Linked DNA regions of Drosophila melanogaster: region 1 is linked to region 2. The links are chromatin contacts, called in public targeted proximity ligation maps. All regions are on one chromosome and are shown on one strand. The core of a region is the stretch at or near the end of the contact, and the rest is flanking DNA. Distances in the headings are between cores, read along the strand shown.

Region 1 (3,785 bases), core at 365-2,864, 170 kb before region 2:
AGAGAAATGGAAAGAGACGGAGGATACAGTCGCAACTCCCTAACTGAAACCGCTTACTCGATTAATCCCAATAGCGATCTGTACTCACATTGACTTGCACCACGGTCTTGCCCGTGAAGGTGAACTCCTTGAGATTGGGCTGCAGGAGGAGCTCGTAGTGCCTTGGCACCACATTGGTGGGCAGCCTCTCGAACTTTGCCTTCTGGGCCATCTTGCGCTCCTGCTCCAGCTGCTGCTCCTTGCTCAGTAACTGTGTGTGTGCCCGCCTGATCTGCTGATAGTTGCAACCCGGATGATGGCGATCCTGGCCTGGAATCACGTCCGCTGATGTGTGGGCGAGGATGGCGCGATACTGACTGCACAAATCTCCCAGCAACGGAGCGTCACTGCTCTTCAGAGGGGCTCCAAGCGAAACGGAAGAGAAGTCCCTGTAGAACTGCTTTTGCACCTTCACAAATTGCTTCGACGAGATTAGCGCGTTGAGGTGGCCGCTTTCTGCTCGAAAAAGATGCTTTACTGAGGTGGTCTTATCTGCCGCTCCGCTGGGTTTCGGATTCTGCTGCTTCGGGGGGTTAACTGGAGCTGTCCGATAATAGTTAGCAACGATTCGGGGGGAGCTGTTGTTATCGCCTGTCGTTTTTAGTAGCAACAAAGGTGTTCTCGGGGTGTTTCTGGCGAGGAAGTGGAAACTCTGAGTATATCTGGCAGCTGGAAGTGGGAAAAGCTGGTTAGCACCGGGACACAAGCGTGAATTGCACTGATAAGCGTTGTTATTTGATTAGCTATTGAGTTTGGGGGCGGGGTATAGGCTATGGGGCAAGCGTTGGCAAACCTTCGCACAAATGCTGCTCAAAATCTGAGTTTGCCTTGGCCAAGTCCAAGTTGAGTTTGCCCAGTTCTGCAAGTACAATTACTAGCTATTAATTACCGATTCCAGGCGTACTCCGGACTTAATTTAGCGGAGAAAAAAACGAACAATATGCGGCGGCAGCGAACAACACGCTTCGAGTGGCCCACTTGGAAAGTGGAACGACTGGAAGTTGGCCGCTCGAACGCCGATCAGCTGTTCCGCCGCCCACACTACCCGCTAAATGCCTAACTGCACTGACATAAAATATTGTGTAATCACCGTTTTTTAACTTCCAAGCCTGCTTGGCCGTGCGAATACCGCCTTTCAGTGCATTTTTGTACATGACTTTGGACCGAAAAAGTTGCAAATGAAAATAAAAACACTAGCAGCAGCGTAACTCTACAACAGGCAGTGTGTAAAATGTGGCAGACTTACCAGCACTGGCGACTAGCTGCCAGCCGTTAATTTTAGTTTGAAAATATTTCTGTTATTCCTTATCTCGAAAGTCTGATTTTTGGCTTGCTCTAATGGATTTAAAACACACGATATGCTTTGTGATTTTTGAGGCACAGGCAATGTGTTTGACGTAGTTTTTCGTAGTTTTTACCCGCTTCGCACATAAACTATTCATTTAGTAAAGGAACTGTATTGTAACGGTCCAGAGGGGAGGTTCCGATAGATACTGCAAAGCATGGGAATACATCGATACATTTCGCAATCATATCTATGATTCCCCACCACTATGTGCACCCTCCGATCAAATCAAGTGACTTTTAAAGTTAGTTTAAGAAATCTTGTCGGATCGAAAGGTCGTTAGCGTTTTCCGTGGCGCGTTCTTTGAAGCCCCCTCCGAAAGTCCGTAAAAACAGCGCGCTGTTGTTTCCTATCCCACGTTCGCGCAAATCCCCTTTCCGACTGGCCAGGCAACGGCAACTACGGCCAGGCGCTTCTAATTTCCGCAACCTAACCATAAAGCCAGGCGATTGTGCAATCGCAGGTGTCCGTTGGCTATATAATCCACCTGTAAAATGATCCGCATCCGATTTGGAATGGATGTGCTGCTAGTTTTGCTACTTGCCACATGCCTGCTGACCCCTGCACATGGAACGCCACTGGAGTGGGGTAAGAGCAGCTTCCAGTGGGAATAGAGGTGGAAAAGAACAGTTGCGAGGAGCAGGAGCACCTGCCGGCCCGCTGGCAACCCTGGCGCTTAACCTTCATTTCACAGTCGACTTTCAGAATTAGAAATCAATTCGACATAAACAATGCACTCAGTGGAGTGAAGGTGGTCTTATGTAATCGGTTGACATTAACAGCAGCATATTCCCGCACGCAAGTGTTCGTGCGCCCTATCAGCTGACTATCGGAACTGCCCCGTCCGGAACGAAATCGTTTTTATCTCCTTTATCAGTGGCAGAGGCGCGCTTATGGTATAAATGCACACGTCGCTGTTAACAACTGATAACTAATGGCCAAATTCTAATGCCAGATACTCATTGTTATTAGGCGTTATGTTGTTGTTGCGCTTTCCCCTGGAAACATTTCTCTCGCGCTCTCTTTCTCTCTATTTACTTACTTGGTTCAACGTGGCCGGCGAAAAGCAACCGTAAAATACAGTTGAACCTTCCCGAAATGCCGCTTTCCAAACTGGAAAATGTGTTGGGTAAAATTTGAATTGCAATCATTGTTGCTTTGAACTCCAACTCCATAAAATGAAATCTGCATTTTATAATACATTCGGAGTTCTTCAAGTTTCGATTATATTAATCTGGAAATCCTCTTTCCACCAGGTGAAGGTGAATATTTGAAATTGATTCGAACTCCACGAAGACAGTTATTTTCTGGCAATGAATGACAATCCCTAGCCGCCACATGGTGGATGGTTCATCAGGGAGAAGTTGCACTGTAATCGGCATTTGCCACCACTCGAGCCGCCATGTGGCCGTATAACTTTGTCACGTATGCCACAGCACCGGGTTTGCCGGTTTGTTTAGATTTCGGAGACTGCTGGTGCTGCGATTTCTAAAATTTCGTTGACACCGTGGGTTTCGGTTTCGGTCTCAAACGAAGAATTCGTAACCCATTATAACCCGCTGGGTGTATAACTTAAAACCTCCATGGTGACTCTCTCGGAATTTCTGAATCGTAATCCGAGGCGAGAGATTCATTTAATTCACATCTAATCGGGCGAGCACCGGGTTGCATGTGTAAATAAACCCAGAGAACTGGAAACCCGATCTATTCGCAACACACAGCAAATAGCCCACGTGCGAAGTTTTCCAAAGCCTTTCATTAGCACTTGATCGCACAAAGATATAGCTAATGGGTGGAAATCGCACCGGAACGCGATGAAAGCCATGCGAAAAGCCATATCGTACTGGCATTTCATGAGTTATATGGTTTGGTCATAAGAATTACTGACCGTACTTCTATCGAGCACTTCAAGTAGCCCATTGTAAATCACAATCAATTCACTTCACAGGAGCAGTATATCCTAGATTTATTTACACTTCCCAATTCACAATCACTTCAGATATGCTTAATACAATATTCGTGACTTATAGCATTCCACTCCAAGAAACAATATGATGATGCATTGTACGCAGAACTCTTATCAAATTCACTTTAATTTCACTTTAAAGCATATTAAATATTATTAAAAATATACGATATAATATAATATAAAGCTTTACTATTGTGCTCTTCGCATTTAAACTTACCGCGAAGATTTAGCGTACGTAATTCGATTATTAAATTGGATTTTGTGTGTTTTTAAGCCTTTAAGTAGTACGTTCTGATAGTTAAAAATAAATTGGCTTGTTAAGGATTTATTAGATTTATTATTTGCAGTTTAGTGGCAGTAGATCAGATAGAGTAGCTACGCCAATGAACTCGCCAATACGTTGGTATTACCCAATCTAGCATTTTCTGCATC
Region 2 (3,326 bases), core at 536-3,035:
TTGTTCACACCTCGCCCGATGACTATAAAAACACAATGAACATCGTTGAGTGGGCGTATTTATATTTTGAGCAAACAGTCGTTAAAAAACGCCGCAGGATATATTCGAGCCATTGAGATTTGAGTTTAATGGCTTTCTCTGAATGAATGGGAAATTCGATTGTGAAGTATAAAATCATTGGAATGCTTTCTGGTTCATAATATATTATTTTGCGTTTTTATTACAATTTGTTATCTATCAAACTGTACGGCTTCTTAAAGTTATTAAAACCCTAAATTACAGGATTAACTGTCTATTGTTGCATCTTCCAGTTGAATGGAGAAAATGTTCCGACGCGTTGCTACAACCAGATATACCGACAATATTCGATAAAGACAAATTAAAATACATCACATATCAAATATATAACAATTTGATTGTGACATTTCATAGATATAAGGGAATCTGCCTTTATTCTCTGAAAAGAAGAGTTATTTTCATTTTTTGCAGTATACTTTAGTGCGCACTTGTTATTATCAGATTTTCAGAAATAGGTGGCGCTAGCGTCGCTTGGCCATCTACAAAAGAATTTAGCTCCTGTTTGGAAATACTGCTGTCATATTCTGACGGATTATGGCTATTATTGCCCTATTAGAGCTCGATGTTAATAAAAATTACAGTTATTTTAAAGATGGCTGCCTGAGCGAATGCACCCAGTAAGAAACTAGAGATGGGCGATCGCATAGTTATTTTGGCCGTGACACGAGAATAACAAGTCTGACACGAAATATTTATTCATACCTTATTGTTTTTCCAAATCACACTGCAAGTGATCTCGCACGTACGCAGCTCTAAAGAGTTTTTTTTTATTAATAGTGAAATGTATTATTTTACGTCTTTAGTTTCGATTTGTCTACGAAAGAAAGGGGTGTTTGAGCCATGAAAATATCGCCATAGGGATTGGTGGGTTTTTGGCTTTCGCGGTCGAATTCGGAGCCAATGGCCCACAGCGACTCCAGATCGTATTCCTCGCGAGCACTCGGTGAAAATATGTGCAGGGCAATGTTGCCTAAAAGGAAACGGAACGTGTTAGAGCGGAGAAACCGGAATATGCATTTATTTCAATACCCACCCAAGTCCATGGCCATCCAATCCCGGCTCTTATCGCCCTCGATGCGCGGCAATATGTCACCCTTGCCCCGCTTGATCTTGAACATTCGGCGCACGAACTCCGCGGTGGACAGCATGTGTCGGTAACTGCGACCACTGCAAACCACCAGGTGGTCAACGTACTTCAGGTTCTCCGGCACGTAGCAGACGAATATGTCGTCCACATTCTCCTTGCGGAGCAGCTCCACCAAGTCCTCAACGTCGAACACTCCGCGAACACCTCCTGCAAAGGGAAACAAAGGCTTAAATTTCTGCTCTCCCTGGACGATTGCCAACCTACGCTTTAAATTGAGGCCGTAATAGTGATCCAGCTCCAGGTCCGGCTCTGGAAGTTGCTGCTCCTGGTGGCGTGCCTCTTCCACATCAAAAATCTCCGTGGCTTCCTCATCGCGGAATATTTTGTACTTGTCTTGCACGCCGGCAACCAAAGTCTTTTCGGGATTGCCTTCGATTTCCTGGCCCTTCGCTGCCTGTTGTGGCGGCTTGGAGAACTCGTGGTGGAAGCAACGCAGGACAGGCACACTCAGGCGCCTGTCGTGCACTAGGCGGAACACGCGGGTCAGCATTTTGCTTTGGCTTCTTTCTGTTGTTATTAATAAATTGGGTAACAGTTGTTGATTCGATACTTTTGGTATTACTCGATAACACTGGTCAACGATGAGCGATTGTAATATCGGTATTTTAAAGTATTTGAACCCAATTTTCTTATCAGAATTTTTCTATTTTACTTTTAAAATATTTTATTTTATTTTTTTTATTTTATTTTTATTTAAAATATTTTATTTCAATTGTTTTTATATTGTTATGTCTTTAGTTAAGTATTTAATTTTATATAAATTATAGAAAACTTATCCCGAATGTTATATTATGTTTCAGTAAAGTTCTAATTTCTGCGCAAGCACTTTAGTTTCAGTATGTGTTCTATTGCTCTACAGCGCCTGGTCACATTATTTGATGGTGAAAATATCGATAGACGTAACTAATATTTCAGAATAATAATGTCGCAGATACAATATATTGTGTTTGGCTTGCATTTGTAAATAGGAATCACCATAAGAGAATATAATATGTAATGCGATCAATATAGTGATGTACAATCGAACTATCACTCGGTATCGCACTGCAAATACCGATAGTATTTCGCAAGCTCAAATATTCGATACATCGACACTGTCGTGAGTTGTCCAGCTCTAGTTCTCCTCTGAAATTAACCAGCCGCCTGATAACCAAATTAAAAGTTATTAAATCGGAACAAATCGCAGCAAAGTGTGCACAATGAGCGAGCAGAAAACGAGTGGGAGTGGGTCGGCGGCCGCTGCCCGTCTGCAAATCGAGGCGGAGTACAAGGACAAGGGGCCGCAATGGCATCGCTTCTACAAGGTAATTGGCAACAACAACTGCGACTGCACTGAAAACTGGTTACAAACTGGACGAATGATTGTGGCACAGTTCGATTCGCCAAGGATTCGCAACGGATGCGGAGTATACACCTTTCCACAGCTCCTTGGCGCTCCGATTTCCACGAAAATGTGATGAGTGCGCAAAAGGCTTCTGCAGATGCCTCCACCACCAACACCAGTGCAGCGGCGAGCTTTACGTGTGTGCGTGTGTATTGTGTGTCAGTGCTGTTGTTGTTGCAGTTGTTGCTTTAACAGCCAGGCTTTGGCCAAAAACAAAAACCCATGGAAAAGAATGTACAAACAGAATAGCACCAACACACATACACGCACACCTGCTGCACTTTACTTTGCATTCTCCATCGAACGCGTGTGTGTGTGAGTTCGTGCGTGTGTATTGGCCTGTATTTGGCATATTTATGCTTGTTATTCTGCCATACCTTTCCCCAAAAACGCTTTCCTTTGACTATCAATAGAGCGCTTGAGCTATTCCGCGAATTCTCGTTTGGCCAAATCAAATTGGAGGCGATTTCTGGGAAGCTCGTTGTGTTTGTGATTGCCGTCCCCCAAAAACAAAATACAATTCGTGGAGGGGTGACAGTGCTCTCCACTGAAGAACTCCTCTAACGCGCGCACACACACACACACCCGCTCGCGTTGAGCAGGAGAGAGAGGCTCACGCACACAGGGGCACAAAGGGCATGCGTCTGGTTTTTTGAGTCTCGCTTTGGGCTGCTTCTGGTTGCCTGTCGGAATTGGAGTCGGAATCCTCTCCTTGCC

Evidence for each region.
Region 1: a targeted proximity ligation map of the Kc167 cell line shows a contact between it and region 2, with 5 times the contacts expected there. A contact is called at or near these places in 8 of 107 Hi-C or Micro-C datasets (the D17-c3 cell line, the Kc167 cell line, the S2 cell line and 2 more) and 1 of 7 datasets of targeted methods (the Kc167 cell line).

The regions. Positions count from the first base shown.
Region 1 is chr3L:1,515,100-1,518,884 of dm6, reverse strand. cue (cueball) reads left to right here and starts at 1,614. Exons shown (of 4, transcript NM_138269.3): 1 at 1,614-1,972. The coding sequence starts at 1,879. It overlaps Psa (Puromycin sensitive aminopeptidase), which reads right to left. Exons shown (of 6, transcript NM_167886.1): 2 at 89-708. The coding sequence starts at 211.
Region 2 is chr3L:1,349,575-1,352,900 of dm6, reverse strand. CG9166 reads right to left here and starts at 1,785. Exons shown (of 3, transcript NM_138261.3): 1 at 1,430-1,785; 2 at 1,112-1,372; 3 at 48-1,048. The coding sequence starts at 1,715. The coding sequence ends at 870. The region is part of intron 3 of Ptp61F (Protein tyrosine phosphatase 61F); the gene reads left to right.